Linked DNA regions of Mus musculus: all the other regions are linked to region 1. A link is a contact called in public HiChIP or PLAC-seq and promoter capture Hi-C data. All regions are on one chromosome and are shown on one strand. The core of a region is the stretch at or near the end of the contact, and the rest is flanking DNA. Distances in the headings are between cores, read along the strand shown.

Evidence for each region. Promoter capture Hi-C pulls out the DNA fragments that hold promoters and counts their contacts. HiChIP or PLAC-seq counts read pairs in DNA pulled down with a chosen protein or histone mark. Capture Hi-C pulls out chosen DNA fragments and counts their contacts.
Region 2: an H3K4me3 HiChIP or PLAC-seq map of forebrain shows a contact between it and region 1, with 6 times the contacts expected there. The contact joins the promoter of Plekhg2 here to the promoter of Dpf1 in region 1. A contact is called at or near these places in 2 of 115 datasets of contacts at active chromatin or transcription factors (forebrain and memory CD8 T cells).
Region 3: a contact with region 1 is called in an HNF4G HiChIP or PLAC-seq map of pancreatic cancer cells. The contact joins the promoter of Zfp260 here to the promoter of Dpf1 in region 1. A contact is called at or near these places in 1 of 39 promoter capture datasets (embryonic stem cells), 1 of 484 Hi-C or Micro-C datasets (embryonic stem cells) and 2 of 115 datasets of contacts at active chromatin or transcription factors (bone marrow-derived macrophages and pancreatic cancer cells).
Region 4: a promoter capture Hi-C map of pancreatic islet shows a contact between it and region 1, with 4 times the contacts expected there. The contact joins the promoter of Zfp82 here to the promoter of Dpf1 in region 1. A contact is called at or near these places in 1 of 39 promoter capture datasets (liver), 1 of 484 Hi-C or Micro-C datasets (embryonic stem cells), 2 of 115 datasets of contacts at active chromatin or transcription factors (bone marrow-derived macrophages and pancreatic cancer cells) and 1 of 9 other capture datasets (pancreatic islet).
Region 5: a contact with region 1 is called in an H3K4me3 HiChIP or PLAC-seq map of embryonic stem cells, with 10 read pairs. The contact joins the promoter of C230062I16Rik here to the promoter of Dpf1 in region 1. A contact is called at or near these places in 1 of 39 promoter capture datasets (liver), 1 of 484 Hi-C or Micro-C datasets (embryonic stem cells) and 3 of 115 datasets of contacts at active chromatin or transcription factors (bone marrow-derived macrophages, embryonic stem cells and pancreatic cancer cells).
Region 6: a promoter capture Hi-C map of liver shows a contact between it and region 1, with 2.1 times the contacts expected there. The contact joins the promoter of Mrps12 here to the promoter of Dpf1 in region 1. A contact is called at or near these places in 4 of 39 promoter capture datasets (the SN4741 cell line, hippocampal neurons, liver and 1 more), 3 of 115 datasets of contacts at active chromatin or transcription factors (bone marrow-derived macrophages, embryonic forebrain and fetal liver) and 1 of 9 other capture datasets (adipose tissue).

The regions. Positions count from the first base shown.
Region 1 is chr7:29,306,108-29,309,504 of GRCm38.p6, reverse strand. Dpf1 (D4, zinc and double PHD fingers family 1) reads right to left here and starts at 1,504. Exons shown (of 12, transcript NM_001368371.1): 1 at 1,407-1,504; 2 at 1-94. The coding sequence starts at 1,435.
Region 2 is chr7:28,370,834-28,374,230 of GRCm38.p6, reverse strand. Plekhg2 (pleckstrin homology domain containing, family G (with RhoGef domain) member 2) reads left to right here and starts at 1,569. Exons shown (of 19, transcript NM_138752.2): 1 at 1,569-2,371; 2 at 2,986-3,116. The coding sequence starts at 3,008. n-TIaat16 (a tRNA gene) reads right to left here and starts at 1,232; the gene lies at 1,138-1,232.
Region 3 is chr7:30,093,315-30,096,711 of GRCm38.p6, reverse strand. It overlaps Zfp260 (zinc finger protein 260), which reads right to left and starts at 1,636. Exons shown (of 3, transcript NM_011981.4): 1 at 1,501-1,636.
Region 4 is chr7:30,071,261-30,074,657 of GRCm38.p6, reverse strand. It overlaps Zfp82 (zinc finger protein 82), which reads left to right and starts at 1,835. Exons shown (of 7, transcript NM_177889.5): 1 at 1,835-1,877; 2 at 2,519-2,629.
Region 5 is chr7:29,950,192-29,953,588 of GRCm38.p6, reverse strand. It overlaps C230062I16Rik (a long non-coding RNA gene), which reads right to left and starts at 1,536. Exons shown (of 4, transcript XR_003946630.1): 1 at 1-1,536. Zfp74 (zinc finger protein 74) reads left to right here. Exons shown (of 6, transcript NM_178384.4): 2 at 1,699-1,875.
Region 6 is chr7:28,740,173-28,743,569 of GRCm38.p6, reverse strand. Mrps12 (mitochondrial ribosomal protein S12) reads left to right here and starts at 1,749. Exons shown (of 3, transcript NM_011885.5): 1 at 1,749-1,805; 2 at 2,016-2,083; 3 at 3,331-3,397. The coding sequence starts at 2,035. It overlaps Sars2 (seryl-aminoacyl-tRNA synthetase 2), which reads right to left and starts at 1,602. Exons shown (of 16, transcript NM_023637.3): 1 at 1,288-1,602. The coding sequence starts at 1,554.

The DNA.
Region 1 (3,397 bases), core at 255-2,754:
GAGGAAAGGCAGGCGCAGGCTGCGCTCGGCACACAGGCGCGCGTTGTAGCTGCGACAGTGCTCGATGGCCTCCCGGTAGAAGTCCTCGCCAAGGCTGTGGGGGCGGGCGAGCAGCGGGCGGGCGGCTGTCAGCAAGGGCTAGTGCAGGGAGGCCCAGCACCCTCCCGCGGCTGCCCGTTCCCACTGCTCCGCAAAGGGCAAGCCGGCCAGGTCCACCTTCACCTCCCCCATCTTCTCCCACCCCTCTGGATCCGGGGGCGGGGCAGGGTGCTGGCAGGGAAGCAGCTACCTAAAACTTGATTATGTCTCGGGTTAAGAAGTGTTCACAGACAATATAAAAACAAACCAAAACATACCGGGACCCATCCACACATGAACGTAGCCAAACACCCAATACAAACAAATCGCACATGGCCACACGGGATTCACACACAAAGAGAAACGTATCCCAATCTTCACAAAGGAGTAGCAAACAAATTCTCTCTGTCACACAGACACACATCTCTTGCAGAACACAAATAATCCAAATCAAAAAAAGCCATAGAACTACCTATGAATGTCATGTATCCAGAGACCCAGATGGTTCCAGAGACAGCTTATCCACAAAGACCCACAACATGGAAACACACCACACAACACTCATCCCAACAGTCACACAATGTCAAAAGATAGGGACCCTATAAACATTTACATATGCGCTTACATATCCATCCAAAGACACTCCAGCCAAACACACAATACAAAGACATCACTGAGATTTTCAAGGGTACACATACACAGAAACCCCAAATTTAAAATGCATCCCCAAATACACAGGTACACGCCTTGGAAACAGAGGGGCAGTCAGGTCTGCTCATGTTCACACAAAAATTTAGACCTATCCTCACACGTCCATATCCAAAGACACAGAACATAAATGGTGCAGATTCGCCAGACATGTGCACACACTTCGAGACCCAAATACTCAGATAGGTAGTGCAGAATAAAAGAAACCCTATACATACCCACACATTCAGCTACAAAGCAAAAAGCAATGTATAAGTCGCTCAACACACTCCACACCCCAAGACAAAGGTAGCGTGGATTCGAGTGTACCCAGGCCCCAGCTTCCCTAGACCATGTACCCTCTCTCAAACCCTGGCATCCCTGGGAGGGGACATGACCCCTTTCCCCTAAAAATCCTTGGAGACCCCTCCCCCACGCCCTCTCCCAGTCCTGGAGCAACGCGTCGGACATCATTCTTGCTAAACACCCTCAGTCACATACACTCGCACCCCCGCACGCGGTGACAGCCCCCTGACACCCCACCAGCCCCACCCCCAGCGGCCACACACATACACACGCGCGCGCGCGGCCGCACAGACCCGCCCGCGCCGACTCCCCCGCCTCGCGCCCACCCGCACCACCTCAGGGGGCTGGGGATGACCGTGGCCATCTTGCTCCCCGGGTCCTGCCCCCAGCAGGTCCCTGCCGGGTCGGTCCTCCCAGCGGTCGGGCGGGCGCTGAGGCCGCCCATCCATTCATTCCCAGGGGGCGGGAGCACGAGGATCTCAGCCAATCAGGATGGCAGGGCGGGCCGCCCAGGCCATGCCGGGAGTGGTAGTCCCTAGCGGGTCCTCCGACCCAGGGGGTGGGGTGGGGGAGGGATGGAGGATCTCGCAGTCGTTCACACACGCTCACTCACACGCACTTCCAGCCCCACGTGCACAGACGCATGCACGCACACACGCGCACATGGCAGCTTACACATAGTCACACTACACTCGCAGACTTCCATTCACCCCACCTTCACGCACAACCGGCCACAGGCGCGCGGGGACCTCGCAGGTGCCCACCCAGCTGTGTCACCAGCACGCCAAACGCCACCTAGCACTCCAAGCTGTAGAGAACCCATCGTGACTGAGAGATGACTCTCGCGGCCACCCCAGTCCACTCCTACGAAGGACTACAGAACTGCCTTCCTTCTTCCTGGCCTCAAATCCTCGCTTGTGGGACTTGGTGCGCATGACTTAAGCTAAGCGTTCTGGGCCTGTCTCAACGGACTGAAGATTACAATAGCAACAGGGTAAGTGACTGTTTTAGGGACAGCATCTTGCTGTTCAGCCCAAACTGGCCATTTTTCCTGTCTCTCCAAGTGCTGAAATTAGTGTGTGACGCCATACCAGGCAAGTGCTGGAATTAGTACCTGGCAGATACCTATAAATTCATTTATTCCACCGAGAAGATATCTACAAAGAGGATCTGATATGTACCAAGGCATAAAGTGGTTGCACTGTTATTAGGAAGAATAAATAGCCTGCCTTAGCAGGTGTTCAACAAATATTTGTTGAGTGAATACTTAACACTCACTATGTGCTTAACACAGCTCTCTCCAGGTTAAACCGGACTATCCTCATTTTCTAGAGAAGGGCTTTGAGATCCTGGGAGGAAACCTTACCTGTTCTCAGCCCCTGGCTGCTGTCTGGATATAGAATTCGTGTGCCTGCACACGTCCCTACAGGATCCTCCTTGCCTCCTTTTCTCTCCCACACTCTACCCTAAGAGATCCCCAGAGAATGAGCTGACCTACTGAATATCACACACACACACACACACACACACACACACACACACGACTCACACTCAGCCCCACCTCTGGGGAATAACTTAGCATTCTGATTAGAGTGGCAGCATAAATTAGCATATCAAGTGTTAATACAAAAAAAATTCTTGTCCAGCAGGGGGCGGTCCACCCATCATAAGTCTCAAGGTTTCCCGCACTTCACACACACAATACACCTCTAGACTGCTATAGCTCCCTTCCACAAATGTCCCCATCCACCCACCCACCCACCCATCTCAGGCGTCCCCCGGCACTGCAGGGTGTCTGATTTACGTCCTGCCCAGGAATAAATAAGGGGTGTGGGTACCCCTCACATAGTATCATCTCCAGACCATGCCATGATACGTCCAGTCTCCAGACCCAGTATTGAGCTCAGAGGGTCCTTGTCACAATCCTCTGCCACCCTCCAGATTCCCAGCACACCAACTTGATTTCGCAGCTCTACCTCAGCCCTTACACTCAGATCCTGTCACCTCTGAAGCCCAGGCTACTACCAGGAAAGGCCCCGGCTCTCTTTCCTTTCCCATCACTGTCACAGACCCTTCCTAGAATGCTCTCCTCAGAACTTGGCCCTCCCAGTCCTCAGTTGCCCAAGCAACGCTCCTGCCCAGGAGCCCAGTGCCCTGTGTGATAATGCTAATTACTCGCTATTTACATCAATACTTTGAGTCGGGCTCTGTGCAGAGAGAGTGCTTGACAGAGACAGGATTTTTAGTGAGGTCCTATGGCTCGGGTATGTCACCCTAGCATTCGACCACAGCCTGTGCCTAGAGAGTTTTTAAGACTCTGTCTTGA
Region 2 (3,397 bases), core at 320-2,819, 940 kb after region 1:
AGGCAAATCACAAAGGTCAAAATCCTCACCACAGCCAACAGCCTGCATCTCCACACCCCCACCTCTTCTCACCTGCTCCACGAACACACCCATCTTCAGCCTTAGAGTGTTATCTGGAACATCTCTCTGGTGTTCCCATGGCTCCTTCCCCTCCTCCAGGTGTCTGTCTGTTCAAAGATCTCCCCTGGGGCCGGAGAGATGGATCAGCAGTTAAGAACACTGGCGGCTCTGACAGAGCACCTGGTTTGATTCCCTGCACCATAACCCTCTGAAACTGCAGTTCCAGGGGATCTGCCGCCCTCCTCCAGTCTCTTTGGACACCAAGCATGAACATGGTACACAGACACACTTGCAGGCCAAACACCCATACACATAAAATAAAAACAGTCCATCCATGACAGCTATGATAATCTGCATCCCACCCTACTTATCCATACTTATCAGTAGCTAATCTAACGATACAGTTACACTCCCAGATGGTGAGGGAGCCAGGAGTTTAGGCCAGTCTGGGTAACATAGGGAAAGTCAAATTTTAAAAAAAAGTACTTAATTCGTAGACTTTCAGTACTCAGTCTCCTTAGTAAAAAGTCAAGTCCTCAGAGACAGAGGATACAGTTCCTAGTGAGTGGTCAGTAAAAAAAAAAAAAAAAAAAAAAAAAATCTGTTCAGAAACCTGTAGAAGACAAATATCCATAAAGAGTGTGTTGTAAGCATCCATCCATCCCTGGGATCTGAGATTTGGATTTTATCTGACGCCCAGGCCATCTAATAAGAGACGTTATTGCCCTCTGGCGACCAGAATAGAAACTGCAACTTTGGGACTGTTCCACAGACCATTGCAAAAAATTCACAAAGAAATGTTCATTCTTCAAAAATTCTGTAGTTTCCGGGTACAGTGACGCACGTCTTTAATACCAGTACTAGGGAGGCAGAGGCAGAGGCAGAGGCAGTGGCAGGCGCTCTCTGTGAGTTCGAGGCCAGCCCGGTCTACATAATGACTTCCAGACCAGCCAGAGAGTTACATGGTGAGACCCTGTCTCAAACAAGCCAAAACATTTGATTGAAATTATAAAATGTGAAGACTTCTAAACTGATGAGAGAACACCAGAAAAGAGGTAGATGAGTTAAAAAAAGAAGTGCTCCAGGTGAGGATCGAACTCACAACCTCGGCATCGCTTACGCCTAGCACTGACATATAAGTACCGCGCGCTAACCGATTGCGCCACTGGAGCTCCGGCCGCACCCTCGCGCCACAAAGTCCTTCAGTCAGTTGTAGTCGCAGGACTTTGTTGAACGGCTCGGCCCAACATTGCATATGCAAATATAAAGCCCGCCGATCGACCAATAAGAACAAGAGTGTGAGACTATTCCAGATTCTCACGCCTCCTGGGCCCTTGCTGTAAAAGGTAAAAAGTCCTCCCGGCTCTAGGCTCTTGGAATGTGGGCGGTGACTCGCCGTTGGAACCGCTTGCTTGCAATTATTCAGAGTAGGGGGCGGGGATTTTAAAAGCCTTTACGGGAGGGCGTGCCGGAAGGCGGCCCCTCCCCCCAGCAGGCGGGAACAGGATGTGAGCCGCGGCGGCGGCAAAGGGGAGGAGAAGCCTTGGGCGGCCGCCCCCCGCCCCACATCTGGGACCCGACTCTCCCCGCCCCAGATGCGGCGTTGCCGCTGCCCCCAGAGCCCCAGGACACTCATCCCGGAGCCCGAGGCGTTCATAGTCTTGGGCCCAGGCGTCCGGGAACTCTGTCCCGCGTTTTAAGAGACCCGCAAGTCCCGGCTCCCGCAGAGGGGCCGGGACCTCTGATGTCCAGCGCCCCCTCCTGGAGGAGCCCGGGGCTCGGGAAGTCAGCCCCGAGGCTGGAGGCCCGTCCCGTACCCGGCTTCGAAGACCGTAGGATCTGTGGCCGTGCATCCTTCCCACGGGGTCCCAACTCTGAGTCCAAGACCCCCTCCTGGAGCCACTTGGGGACAGGACCTCGCGCCTCGACTTAGGGCTGCAGCATCCATCACCTCCAGGAGACCGAGGAGTTAGCCAGTCCTTGCGGTCCCTCCCGGAGGTGACTTCACTCCTGCCCCTCGGGTTCTGGAAACTCTGGAATCCCGGTGCTCCCGACAACACACAGCCCTACCTAGAAGACTGAGGAGTTTGGGTCCCCAGCGCCCTGGTCTGAGACTCGAGTAGAGGGTTGCAGCATCTTCTATTTAGAACACCGAGACTTCGGACTCCGGATCCCAACTCTCCCCGGATTCTGGAGTCCGAGAACCCCAAGTTCACGACCTTAAGTCTGGGTTGTGAGCCTCCCCAGGGATCGCGCGTTACGGTCCAGACGCGCGGGACTCCCGACCCCAAGGCCCGTGGCTCCCCGGGAGGTGAGGGGAGCGAGGGGCCCGGGGCTGGGGGAGGGGGCGGCGCCGAAGCGGAACAATGAGGGGGCGTGCCGGCGGGGGGTAGCGGAGGCGCCGGCTGGAGTTGGGGGCTGCAACTGCACAGGGGAGAATCCAACGGTGGGGACCGCGGTTGGGGCGCCGAGGGACCGACTGGAGCTGGGTGGAGGACTCGGGGCCAGCGCCCCAGTACGCCGTCTTGGGCGGGGTAAGGAACAGTCTGTAGGACCCTGGCATCCGGTCCCCCAGCCTCCGCCCTCCCCTGGGACCCCGCGGCCTCTCCCGCCCACGGTTTTTCCCAGCCCTGCCCCTCGCCCTCAGCTTCAGCCTGAGCCTGAGAGTTCCCAGGATCCCTGAGCCTTGGGAGGGGGGCCCCCAGACAGATGGGACTTGCAGACTCAGGCACTTTTGCTGTCTTCGTTCTTTGTCTCAACCTTTTTCCATCTTTGGCTTGTATTCTCAGCCCCTTCTTCCTGTCACTTTGTATCTTCTTGGGGCCCCTCCTTGAGTTTAGATCAGCTTCCAGCACCCTATCTGTGAGTAGGAGCGGCCGAGAGACCGGTGAAGTCTAGTTCCCAAGAAGTGGGTCTCTTCTGTAGGTCGGAGTTGTGCCACTCAATCATGCCCGAGGGAGCCCGGGGATTGAGCCTGCCCAAACCCAGCCTTAGGCTCGGGTGTGGCCACCAAGGTGAAGTTTGCGACTGCGCAGCAGTGAGTGACACTCCAACAGGTGAGCAGCCCAGACAGGTGGAGCCTGTGGGCATTTGTCCCTTCCTTCAGGACAATGAGCATCCCTCTATAGCTGGCCTAGTGCTGAGCATGGCCAACATAGCCCAGCCCTGTCACCACGGAGGAGACTGCTAAGCTGAGAATTCAGGAGAAAGGAGTTGGACTCAAAGAAGAATTCTGCATGCAGGGAGCAGTATGTGCAGAGGCTCACAGCTGCACCTTTAAGTAACTGGACAAAGTTGAGTGTGAAGAGGTGGGGGGCTGTTGAGAGCTGAGTGGTGG
Region 3 (3,397 bases), core at 387-2,886, 790 kb before region 1:
TGGCTTCGAACTCAGAAATTCGCCTGCCTCTGCCTCCCAAGTGCTGGGATTAAAGGTGTGTGCCACCATGCCCGGCTTAAAAATAAATTCTTTAATGGAAAAAAAAAAAAAGAAAATAAAGAAAAGAAAAAAGAAAAGAAAAACATGTTTTAAAAAGATGTGTGACAAGCTAGGCAAGGTGGCGCACACCTTTAATCCCAGCACTCAGGAGGCAGACGCAGTTGGAACATCCTAGTTTGGAGCAGCTTAATCTATAGAGCGAATTCCAAAACAGTTAGGGCCACACTGAGACTACCCTGACTCAGAAGGAAGGAAGGAAGGAAGGAAGGAAGGAAGGAAGGAAGGAAGGAAGGAAGGAAGGAGGGAGAAATGAAAGCAAAACGATGATGAGCCAGCTATAACAGCGCATGCCTTTAGTCCCAGCACTTGGGAAGCCTATCTCGAGAGTTCCAGGACAAGCAGGACTATGAACGCAGACCATTTTTTGTTGTTTGTCATGTTTTAAAGACTGACCAAAAACTACTCAGAAGAAAATCTGTATGTTAACAAAAGCTACTTGGTATGGATAAATCTGGACAAATTAGGAGTCTTAATTTGGAGCTGAAGGGATTGCTCAGTGGATAAGAACACTGGCTGTTCTTCCAAAGGACTCTAGTTCAACTCCCTGTACCCACATGCCAGCTCACAACTGTCTATAATTCCAGTTCCAGGGGATCCAATGTCTTCTTTTGGCCTCTGCAGGTTCCACGTACACATATATTCAGGCAACACACACACACACACACACACACACACACGAGCCCTGTCCTTTGACAAATCAGAGTGCTAAATTAAATAGCTTTCTTGACCTCTCTGTGCTAAAGGGGGGACAATTAATTACCTTACTGATTCAATCCCATCTGCAGCAGTGAAAAGTACATTCTAAGGGCTAGTCCGTAAATTTGGGACTACTCAAAACTAGCTCATCTGGTTTTTCCAAGTAGCAAGTTAATGCCTACAGATGTGTAGGCATCCAATAACGAGTTATTGGAAATCTTTGTTACAAAGAATATTTTTCAAAGGAACGTTGGTTTCATTTTTTTACTGTAGACTTGTTTTGATTTTTAAAAACCAGGTTTAAAACTACTCACTCAATTATCTTTTTCCCTTTCCTGTTTTCCAGAAGAAAAAAAAACACCTCGTTTTTATTTTTAAAATAAATGCGACATGTATTAGAAAACCACCCCTGTATTTTTACAAACTTGAAACCAGTTTCTCGCTCACTCGAAACAAACCAAAACACACCCTTACACGTATGCTCACCCCGCCCGCAAACCCACCCCGGTTTCTGATCTCCCCAGCCCCCATCCACCCAAGTTCTCAGCTCCACCATCACAGTAGGCGTTTTCGCCCCTTCAGGCATCCTCGCCCGGGCAGGTGGGTAAACCCTCCCCCACAGCTCCTTTGCCTTTACTCAGTCTGGGAAAATCCCGGTCCTACAGACCCCGAAATCAAACTCACCCAGACAAAGGCGACGATGGCGAGCCACGAAGCCTGCGCCTGCGCACTCCTTCAGTGAGCTAGCACTCCCAGAGGTCTCTGCCCACCAGGGCTCTGAACTAGAGGATCTTTTTCCATTCTAGTCTCTCTCTTTCGCTCTCTTTTTAACTGTGAACTACATTTCCCAGAAGTCTCAGGGGTTCTAGTTAATTTCCCCTCCACTCTCCCGAGAACTTTTCCCAGTGGATAAGTAGTAAAAGGTTGGAACTCAGATACTACCACTTTTACACTGTGTTACCGCAAAGGACAATGGTGTGCCAAGGTGTGTAATGAGTGCAGCTTAAACTCACAGAATAGGCTTTTCCTTGCCTCCAGGGCGAGATTCCCAGTAAGGCGCAATCCTCTGGGTTTTACGGGAGAGGACGCCATCTTGGCCACCGTGGCGCACTGCTGAACTACATTTCCCAGAAGGCATCTCAGGCTGATAGTTGGCAGCTCTGCAGAGAGTTGTATCAGACTCTGGTGTTAAGGAAGCGATTGCTACAGTATCACAAACTGAAGCCAGGCTGGAATTGAGACTGATAATTGGGTTCAGACTAAACAATCAGGAAAATGAACTATTGTGAAATTGTAATTTTTGTAGCCGTATGTCCTAGGGTTGTGACAGTGTGTAACAATGTGGAAAGCAGTATGCAGGTGAGTTGTGGGGTCCTGTGGGAGGTTTGTTAATGCGTTACCTGAGTGTTAGGTCCCAAAACTGGGGCAAATGGCTGAGATGCCTGTTAACATATCAAAGCAGCTGATGGCCTGGTGAAGGTGTTACAGCTCTAAAGGGAAAGCTATCCTACAGTTGGGAGCCAAGGAATACCACAAAGTCACACCCTACAGCAAACCTCGGGAGAGATGTATTAGGAAAGCCTCAAGAAGTTGGGTGCCTTTGCTTGGGAGAGAATCAACAAAGAACAGAACAGGAGGCAGGCATTATATAGGGTTTGGGGGGAAAGGAGGCGGGGCTTCCAGGGCGGCCTGGGATTCTTCCCCCCGCCCCCGCCCTTTTTTCCTCTATAGAGTGGATCTTGTCTGTATCTCAAGGGGCTGGAAACAGCCTTCTCAGTGGTAGAACAGTCTAGAAGGCTGGCCCTGAATACTCTTGCACATCAAGGGACTGGGCCAGGCCATTAGATTAGTATAGAGGTGGGGCCTGGCTACCTGTGCTTGTCCTGGGCTACCCTGCCTCCTACCCTGAAATCTCCCACCAGAGTTGGGCTGTCCCTTCCCCAGCTTCTCTTCCCTATATAATCTAGCCCGTTTGACCTCTTGTCCACCATGCTTGGTTTTCTGCTCTCCTGACCTCTAGGCTTCTGCCTCTCTCCTTATCAAACAGCCCAGTGTGAAACCAAAAAGGTGCCACCGTGAACTGTGAGCTAAATTCTTGATCCTGGAATATATGACTGTCCTTATGGCTTACCAATATGTCTTACCAGATACCTTCCCAGGTACCCTTTTACATGATACATTCCCACACCCACCCCACACACAGCCTTGAGCCCAGCCCCCCCTTCTGTCCAGATTTTTAACAGCCAGTTATAGCTACAGCTTTATTTATTTATTTATTTATTTATTTAATTGTATGTGAGTACATTGTTGCTCTCTTCAGACATACCGGAAGAGGACATCAGATCCCATTACAGATGGTTGTGAGTTGCTGGGAATTGAATTCAGGAATTCTGGAAGAGCAGTCGGTGCTCTTAACTGCTAAGCCATCTCTCCAGCTCTCTACACCTATTTTCTATCAACCCTAACCCTTCCCCATAAAAGGGACTCCAAGAGCCAATAAGAAGCAGCTCTCTGAAACCCTGACTTCAGGAGAGGCAGCCTACTTGCGGGCTTAGATTTTTTTTTTTTTCAAAACCTACTT
Region 4 (3,397 bases), core at 586-3,085, 760 kb before region 1:
GAGCCATCTCCTAAGCCCCATCTGTATGTATGTATCTATCTATTTATTTGATTTTTGGAGGGACAGGGTCTCTCTACATTACCTCAGTTATCTTGGAACTCATCATGTAGACCAGGCTGGCCTCATACACAAGAGAGATCCCTCTGCCTCTCCTCCCAGCGTGAGTGCTGAGATTAAAGGTATGTGCTGCCATGTCCAGCTCCACATTTGATTTCTTTGTTTGTTTTGTTGTTTGTTTGTTTGTTTGTTTCGAGACAGGGTTTCTCTGTATAGCCCTGGCTGTCCTGGAACTCACTTTGTAGACAAGGCTGGCCTCGAACTCAGAAATCGGCCTGCCTCTGCCTCCCACGTGCTGGGATTAAAGGTGTGCGCCACCATGCCCGGCCACATTTGATTATTTTAAGTTTTAGTTTGTACAGCATCCCTGGTGTAGAGGTCACAGGGGAAATTGGTTCTCTCCTTCTCCCATGTGGTTCCCAGAGAATGCACAGCAAACTCCACTGCGCCATCTCTCTGGCTTGAAAGTTATTAATTTTAAAACTAGAAATAAAACAGGTGTGTTTTCTCATGGAAGATTTAAACATAAATAAGACAACAACACCTTTTGACCTTATTTTCCCCAAGAGTAATCATAATCAGTAGTTTATTTCATGAGATGGCAAGTTCTGCCTGAGATCAGTTTTTTTTTTTTTTTAAGAATTATTTATTTATCTATTTATTTTAAAGATTTATTTATTTTTATTGTATATAAGTACACTGAGCTGTCTTCAGACACTCCAGAAGAGGGAGTCGATCATTACAGATGGTTGTGAGCCACCATGTGGTTGCTGGGATTTGAACTTCGGACCTTCGGAAGAGCAGTCGGGTGCTCTTACCCACTGAGCCATCTCACCAGCCCCCGAGTTTTTTTTTTTTTTTTTTTTAATTAATCATGTTTATGTGCTATATAGCATGTTCCATGTGGGAGTGATTCTACCACCTGACTCATTGTTTTATCAGGGTAGGGCTGTGCCTTCGTTAGTCACTGCTTAGTATTCATTGTTATCCCTATTTACTGAAAGGCTTAACTTTCCACAAGCTGTAGCATTAGAGAATATAATTATAGATGATCAATTAATCAGAAATTTAACCATCACGTTTACTTTATATACTTGAGACCAGGTCTTATATAGCCCTGGCTGGCTTGGAACTCACTATGTAACTCAGGCTGGCCTCAAACTTTTGAGTGATTCTTCTGCCTTCAAAGTGATAAGAATATAGGCACATACCAGCTCAACCATTTTATTATTTATTTTCTGGCAATTTAAAAATATAGGAACGAAAGGTATTTAAGTTGATGATCCAGCACTTTAATCCCAGCATTTGGAAGGCAGAGGCAGGAGGATTTCTGAGTTCAAGGCCAGCCTCGTCTACTGAGTGAGTTCCAGGACAACCAGGACTACACAGAGAAACCCTGTCTCTCCAAAAAAAAAAAAAAAATCCTGGTTAAGAAAGAAGAAAATCTTAAGAACCTGGGTAAAAGCAAACTACATGATAGGAATGTCCTTTAAAATCTTATTCTAAGACGTAGTCATTTGCAGTCACCTCCACAACAAACATGACTATATCAAATGCACAAATCTCCAAACGAAAATCCGATTTTCCTCAAATACTTAATCAGAGTTGAGGTTCTGCTCCTCTCCCTGTCCTGGTCCCAAACGGAGCACACAGTGAGTGTGGCGCATGCGCACGCGGTGCGTGCGGCTGTCCCTCCCAGCAGTCCCCGCGCAACGCCCTGTAGGCTCTCGGGGGTCTGGAGATGCAGCCACTGTCACCTCAGCGCGTGGGGCGGGGCAACTGAGCCGAGCCTGGGTCCCAGTTCCGTGAACTTAGTGAAGGTGCTGCAGGGAGCAGGGGGTAAGGGCGGGGACAGGGAGGCCCCGCGCCCCTCATACTGGGTCCGCGCCTCGGCTTGCTGCGTGGGGACCACAGTGGCGAGCTGTGCCTGCTGGGCGTGGCAGGGCGTCGGGGTGGCAGCCACCGCGACTGAGTGCGGCCCGGAAGCCACGGCGTGATGGCATTTGTGCGAGTGAATGGGGTGCAGAGCGGTTGTGTGAGCGAGGTTGCCGAGGTCCTGGTGTGTGTGATTCTGGCCCCAGGCTCGGCTGCGGTGTAGCCACATCAGTCCCAAAGAGGAATGGTTCCCCAGCCATTCACCTGAGCAACACACAAGACTCCCAGTAAACAAAGCAAAGAGCTCCGGGTCTTGAGAGGGGTCTGAAAGATGGTCCCCGATCCCCAACACACACACCCTTGGCTGGTTCCCTGGGGTTACCCCCAACACGCCACACGTGCTCAGATACAGTCACTCGCTGGACAGGCTGTGTGCGATCCACCTAGGGAGCTATTGTAAACTTCCTGGCCATCTGCCGCCCTGGCCTTTCTTAGGTACCAGGGCAGGACAGCTGAACTCGCTCCCGGGTGTGAGTGATGGGTGGTGGTGACCGATTGGTTGTGTCTTGTGCTTTGATTTAACTAGGCTGGACAAGGCTCCGAGAAAAGTTTGGACGTTAACATTCGCTCCTACTCCAGCCTGCCTTTAAGTGCTCACAGGAAGGGGAGGGATAAATCGCTGTTGCCTGTTTAAAAGGTAAGGTCAGGGGGGGTCAATCTTACCTCTTGGATCTGTGAAAGGCACTTTAATTTTTTAGTGGATCAGAACATTTGTTATTTTTAAATGTCTGGTTCTTAGAAACAGAGCCTGACTCCTTACACCACCCAGTGCCTGTACGTACATACGTATCCGCTTTTCAGTGTTTTTTTTTTTGGGGGGGGGGGACAGGACGACAACCCTCCCTCCAAGGAGATCGGGCTTTATTTTTATAGCTGGGTTTTATTTTTAATACTATGCTGTAGAGCTCTTAGAACAGTTGCTGATATTCATAAATACCAAATGCTTAGTAAACAGCAGCTGTTTGTTAATGTGGTGATTAGGGGTGATTCCAACACCAAGGGAGTGGTGTGTATGGGTATCTACTTAATTGTGATGTACATTTATTTTTAAGATTTATTTTTGTAAAAAAAAAAAGGGGGGGGCTGGAAAGATGGCTCAGCGGTTAAGAACACTCTTCCAGAGGTCCTGAGTTCAATTCCCAGCCACCACATGGTGGCTCACAACCATCTGTAATGGGATCTAATGCCTTCTTCTGGTGTGTCTGAAGACAGCTATAGTGCACTCACATACATAAAAAAGTCTTTAAAAAAAATCCGTTTATCCTTCCAGCCTCTGCTCCCAAAATGACAACTCTGGGACTAATTATGTATTATTAAATGCCTTGCTTCAAGACTAGCTTGTAGTTTATTTAACCCATTCAAACTATTCTATGTCTACTAATTGGTTAGTTTACCTTTCCTCAGT
Region 5 (3,397 bases), core at 287-2,786, 640 kb before region 1:
TTTACGAACGTGGGTGCACATGTGATGGCTGAGATAATGAATGAATGCATTAATGAAAAACTCTGTGGGTGGAAGTTAGGCGGGTAGGATTGTGTGGAGATGTGTGAAGACCGCGTTTGAACGAGTGCTACCTTTAGCCGTTTATAATAATTGAAAATATTTTTATATGAAGCATCAGTATCTCCAGGACTTGACTATTTTCCTGTATTGACAAACTGTCTTGTGTACATGACAGGCGAAATTCATTTGCCTTGCAGCCCAACTCCATTTCCCAAATAGCAAGATACAGAAAAGCCCAAAGACTAAAAATTATTTATTTCTCCTAGTCAGTCATGCAGCTCCTGACAAATTGACTTCTTTACACTCGTGAGCATGAACGCGTACATTTATGTGCTCATATAAAGAGCATGGCCTCTTAAAAGAGCAGTAACGGGCTGGAGAAATGGCTCAGTGGTTAAGAGCACCGGCTGCTCTTCCAGAGGTCCTGAGTTCAATTCCCAGCAACCACATGGTGGCTCATAACCATCTCTAATAGGATCTGATGCCCTCTTCTGGTGTGTCTGAAGATGGCTACAGTGTACTCACATAAAATAAACAAATCTAAAAAAAAGAAAAAAAAAGAGCAGTAACATCATATATACAGTTCTGTAACTTACGGCTCTTATTTAACCATTGATGTTGTTAACATATTGACATCAACAATTACACATTTCAAGTGTATACCATTTAAACACACACACACAACACACACACACACATATATATATCCTGATTAATTTCTGTTTTCAACCTCTTGAAGTTATAAACCAAGTTCATGCAGAACTGTTTGGCAATGCTGTAATGTACCCCATTTCCTCCCTCATACCTCCTCTTGTTTCCTCCCTCTCTTCGGGTGGCTTTTAGAAGTGGAGTTGATATGTTAACAAGCATATCCTTATTAAAATCTTCCAAAATCTAAATAATTATACCCAATGTAAAGTTCTAACATCCTACAATATTACTGAAATAATCAATGCATCAGTATTTCAGTAATATTGGAATAGAGATATACCCTGGATAGCAATGAATACTGTAAGTAACAGAATCTTTACCTTCATAGTTATAAAATAAAATTTAGGTTGCAATGAGAGACCAAACCTTTTGGGTTCAGACTCCGTCTCCTCTTAGAGAACCTGACCTAAGGTGGAACTTAAAGTTAGCTAACAGGCCAATAGCTAGCATCAGTTTCCAGGCTACACCCCAACAAGACCTGTGCCTACCAGTTTCCAGGTTACCCCCCAACAAAACCTGCTTCTGGCACCAGATCTGCACCTCCAGGTTACAAGCCTGACCCTGACACTTCCCTTCCTAACAACCAACATAAGGAGGAAAGCAGGAGTTAAGTTTATGGTTTGGCTTAAATTTATATTAAAGGCCATAATGAATCCCCAATCAGGTGTGCACCAGGCTAGATACCTTCTTCTTGCCTCTATAAATGCTTGCCTGAAACTGAACTCAGGGCACCGTGTTTCTGCTGTGTCAGGGTTGGCAGGGAGCCCATGAGACCCTAATGTGACTGCATTGGATGGGGCTCCTTGGTGGTCTTTTTGGGGTTCATGAAGGTTTCATGGCACAACAGCAGTACTCGTTAGCAAGATCAATCATTTAAGTAAAGATCTCTTTTGTGATTTGTTTCCTAAGGTGGTGCTCTGTTTTCAGCTCTCATTTTCAGAGTTCTTCCTGCGCTGAGGAGCCTTTTATAAACTCAATATTTATTGAATGTTGGACATATATCAGTCAATTGTTGGTGTGTGGGATATAGCAGCGAACAAAAGAAGCAGTGACCCCCCCCCCTCTCATGATGCTTACATTGCCGAGGACCAGATAATAAACAAAGTAAGTAAATATGAACCATATCAGATGCTGAAAAATACTTAGAAAAAAAAAAGTCAAAATAGGAGGCTATTTAGAATTAGAGATGGGAAGTAGAGTCTAGATGGAGGGCCAGGGAGGACAGAAAAGGAGCGGTAGATGACAGGAGGAACACAGCGAGGTTCAAGTACAACGGAGAAAGGGTTATTCCATACAGGGAACATGCAGTTGTCAAGGTTTTGATGTTTTCATGCTTGCTCTGATGAACACACTGGCAGTGGCTGAAACAGCCAAGGAGGGGGAAGGCCAGGGGTGGCTGGGTGGGGGGAGAGCAGAGGAAGTTGGGCTTCGTAGACCGCAGTACCTTGAGTGAGATGGGAGGTATTTTGAGCATGTGGATAATAATCTATCTGCTCAATGGCAGCTTTTGCTGCTCTGGTGACAGCTGGAAAAGGAGTGAAGAAGGGTCAGGGGTGGGGTGAGGGAGGGGGCAGAAAGACCAATTAGGAAGTTTTTTTTTGTTTTTTTGTTTTTGTAAGATTTATTTATTATATAAGTACACTGTAGCTGTCTTCAGACACACCAGAAGAGGGCATCTGATCTCTTTATGGGTGGTTGTGAGCCACCATGTGGTTGCTGGGATTTGAACTCAGGACCTTGGAAAGAGCAGTCAGTGTTTTAATCGCTGAGCCATCTCTCCAGCCCCAGGAAGATCTTAGAATAGTCCAGGGGAAATATGTTGGAGATCAGGACCAGCAGTAGTAACAGGCAGTACACTCAATACAGCATAAAACAGAGCTGTGGCGGTAGGTGGCTGCAAGAGCAGAGCCACCATGTGACTGTAACAAGATGGCACAGTGTTTATTCATAGACTGCAAATGTAAGTTAAGAATTCAATTCTTTTTTTTTTGGTTGCTTTGTTTGTTATTTGAGACAGGTTTTCCCTGTGTAGCTCTTGCTGTCCGGGAACTTGCTTTGTAGACCAGGCTGGACATGAACTCAGAGATCTGCCTGCCTCTGCCTCCCAAGTGCTGGGATTAAAGGCATGCACCACCACTGTCTGGCTAAGAACTCAGTTCTTGAGAATGGAGGGGGATCTTACTTGAGGAGAAAATGAGATTCTGGTTTGGGATATAGTATGTGCAGTGTGATACATTCGTTCAAATTGAAATGTCACATTGGCAGTTGTATATACAAGTGTGATGTGCAGGAGACCTGGGATGGGGAATTACCATTACAAATGATCCTGAAAACAGAAGAGTGAATGAGAACACCTAAGACAGAAAAGGTAGAGGTGAAAGACCCACTGGGGGTCACTCTAACATGACATCTGACAGGTAGTGGAGAATCAGTAAAAATGATTGACAGAGACTAGCTAGAACAGTCAGAGGGAACTAGGTCAATGTGTTACCCTCAACACGAGGAACAAGTCTATTTTAATGAAAACAGTGTCAATATCCAGAGAGGGTTCTGAAGACTGAGAAAGATGATGCACTGAATTTAGTAACATAAAATTCACTGGTGTCTCAGGAAGCAAGTTCTGTGG
Region 6 (3,397 bases), core at 500-2,999, 570 kb after region 1:
TTATTTATTTATTTATTTTTTTACAAGACAGGGTTTCTCTGTATAGCCCTGGCTTCCTGGAACTCACTCTGTAGACCAGGCTGGCCTCGAACTCAGAAATCTGTCTGCCTCTGCCTCCCGAGTGCTGGGATTAAAGGCGTGCACCACCACCGCCCGGCTCCTTTCTTCTATTATTAAGCATGTACGTGACTTTCTTGTGTTTGCGCTTAAATGAGGGGTCAGAAGACAATTCTCTCAAGAATTGGTTTTCTCCTACCACCAGGAAATTGAACTCCGGTTATCAGGTTTGGCAGGAAGTGCCCTATTTGGCTTAGCCACCAGTGCTTACTGGTGAAAAACTAAACATGACAAAAACTTGAAATATGGCTAAAGTGATTGACAATGACTGGTGGTGTGAGAGTCTGTAGTGACCTGAATGAGAAATGTCCCCCATATCCTGACATTTGAACATGGTCAAATGATCAGTGGCTGGTGATGTTTGGGGAGGCTTAGGAGGCGTGGCCTTGCTGGAGGAAATATGTTCCTGGAGGTGGGCTTTGAGAGCTTAAAGCCTCGTCCTGCATCTAGTTTGAGGTCTGTGCTTCATGATTGTGGTTAAAGATGTGTGCTGTCAGCTTACTGCTCTGTGACCTGCTGCTATTCTGCCATTCCCTACCAAGCCCAAAATAAATCCTTCTGTAAGTTGCTTTGTTCATGGTGTTTTATCAAGGCAACAGAGTTGGGAAGATTCATCTATTACATTCGGAATTCACTACCGGCATGGAGACCCCCAATTTTAGTTCCCTATAAGGTAGAATTATGGCGCATAGTCTTAACCTCTGGATCATAAATACATGAACAGATATACCTTAAATATCTGTTTAGCAGGTATTTATCCATTCAACTCCATCAGGATGTTTATAGCAGGATGCAAAGCTCTGTCTCCAAAATTCCCTCTGATTCACACCTCCCTCCTCATTTTTCTTTGTGGCCTAAGGGTGAGCCCGGCACGAAGTTTGAGTACAGAAGACAATGGTATTTAGGTTCTGGGAGTACAGTAGATACCAACTGTCGAATTATGAAATGCATGCAAAAGGGCATGTAGGTCACAGAAGGCATCCACGACGTTCAATAGGGCCTCAGTTCTCCCTAGATCATTGGCACCTAAGTGGGTGTCATGCACAAGACATTGCCTAACTTGGGAAGGAACCCAAATTCCTGTTGAGTAGTTTTTCCCACAACTGGAATGCATCTGGTAAACCCAGTTCTGTAAAGCATCCTGCTCCCTCAGGGCGCAAGCGCACTCACAATCGCAGGCAGGTCGGCCGGCCGCAGCTCCCCCTTGCGGAGCTCCAGGGAGCGCGCGGCTTTTTCTGGGCATGCGCACACCGACTCCATGTCCAAGTAGGGAAGCTCGCTGTAGCCCTCTCGTGCGTGTTCGTACAGGAGGTTCCGGACTCGTTTCTCCGTAGCGAAACTCCTCCTTGGGTTCTGGCTGCACACGCAGCGTCCTCGGGACCGGAGCCCCTGGCGAGCCAGGAAAGGCCACCAAAGCCGCGCCATGGACGCAGCCATCTTGGAGTGGAAACAAGAAGTCACTCATCATGGACGAGCCAATCAGACGCGCAAGGAGATTTCCCGCCCAGGCTTCAGAATCCCTTCCAATGAGGAAAATGGAACTCAGCTAGAATCTGTTATTGTCCAATCGTCATCCTTGTCCCGTCCCTTCAGTGACGCAGGAAAGATCTAGCCAATCACTAAGGAGGAACCCCGGAAGGGGCTGGAGGTAGGGGTTGGCGTGTGTGCGACCCCGCTAGGTTGGTGAGGTGGGTGCAGTTATCTGTGATCCAGATCTCTCCTCTCTCCTCAGTTTCCCCTTCCAGTATCCGGGCAAGGGCGGTTGGGTCCTTGGGGGCCTACTCAGAAGGAGACTGAATTTGCGAGGGGACTTTCTGTTTTAGAGGAGATTCTAGAAGGCTCTGAGAGTGGGTTTCTGGTCCCAACCTCCTTTCTGAATGTCTTCTCTCCTAATACAGGGACGCTGCAGGCGGCGAGATGTCCTGGCCCGGCCTTCTTTATGGCCTCACCACGTCCCTCAGTCGTGGTAAGTGAGCATGGGCCACAGGGACGAGGACAGCTCCCTGGCATTTGCGTGTTTTTGCCAGATTTCGGATGGTATCATCTTTAAGCACGGTGCCTTTTCTATTTTGGAGACAGGGTTTCACTGTAGTCCAGGTCAACTTCCAAATCACTTTGTAGACAGGATGGCCTTGACCTCCTGACTACCGCTTCAATCTCCCAAGTTCTGGAGTTACAGGCGTTTTCTACCACGCTCCCGGCTCAGGGGGCAGGAGGTGGGAAGGTCCTGTGTTCTTAGAGTTTAAGTCAGTCTTAGTCATGGCTCCCCTGCATCGATAGCGGTGAATCCCTGAGATTGCATTGCCTGGTGATATTCTGTCTTAGTTTGTGTAAGTGCACTCTCGATGTCCGTGTAACAATCATACCAACAAATGCTCCTTTCTTGGCATGTCTCCCTGCTTAGGTGTCTCTCAGTAGTGTTTATTCCTTCAGTGTTTATTGATCACCCCCTACAGGTGAGAAGGCCAAGCTAAGAAGTTTAGTGGTGGCGCACACCTTTAATCCCAGCACTCGGGAGGCAGGCAGATTTCTGAGTTCGAGGCCAGGCTGGTCTACAAAGTGAGTTCCAGGACAGCCAGGGCTACACAGAGAAACCCTGTCTCAAAAAACCAAAAAAAAAAAAAAAAAAAGAAGAAGAAGAAGTTTAGTTATTCATTCACGTGCTATTTTTCTAATTCTAAGACGGGCCACCCATTGGAGGACAACTTTTATGTTCCTAGACATTGCCCAGACATCAGGTTTGTACACAGTGTTCTGAGGGAGGCAGGCATTGGGTATTCCATTCACATGGTATTTCGAGACAGGGTTTCTCTGTGTAGCCCTGGCTGTCCTGGAACTCACTCTGTAGACCAGGCTGGCCTCGAACTTAGAAATCCGCCTGCCTCTGCCTCCGGAGTGCTGGGATTAAAGAGCAGTCAGTGCTCTTACCCTCTGAGCCATCTCGCCAGCCCGCAACCAGTGCTCTTAACCACTGAGGTATCTTTCCAGCCCCTGTATGAATGTGTGTATGTAAGTGCAACCCATGGGTGTGTCAGATCCTCTGGAACTAGAGGTGTGTGAGCCACCACTGTGGGTGCTGCGAATCAAATGGTCGTCCTTTGCAGGAGCAACAAGTGCTTCTAACCACGAGCCATCTGTCCCCACTGAATAGTCTTAGACTTGGATTCCTATCTAGAATACGGAAACCTAGTAGGCCCTCTTGTGTCTCTCCAGGCCTAGCCCTCGCTCCCCAGCTCTGGGCCGCCCGTTCCATGGCCACCCTGAACCAGATGCACCGCTT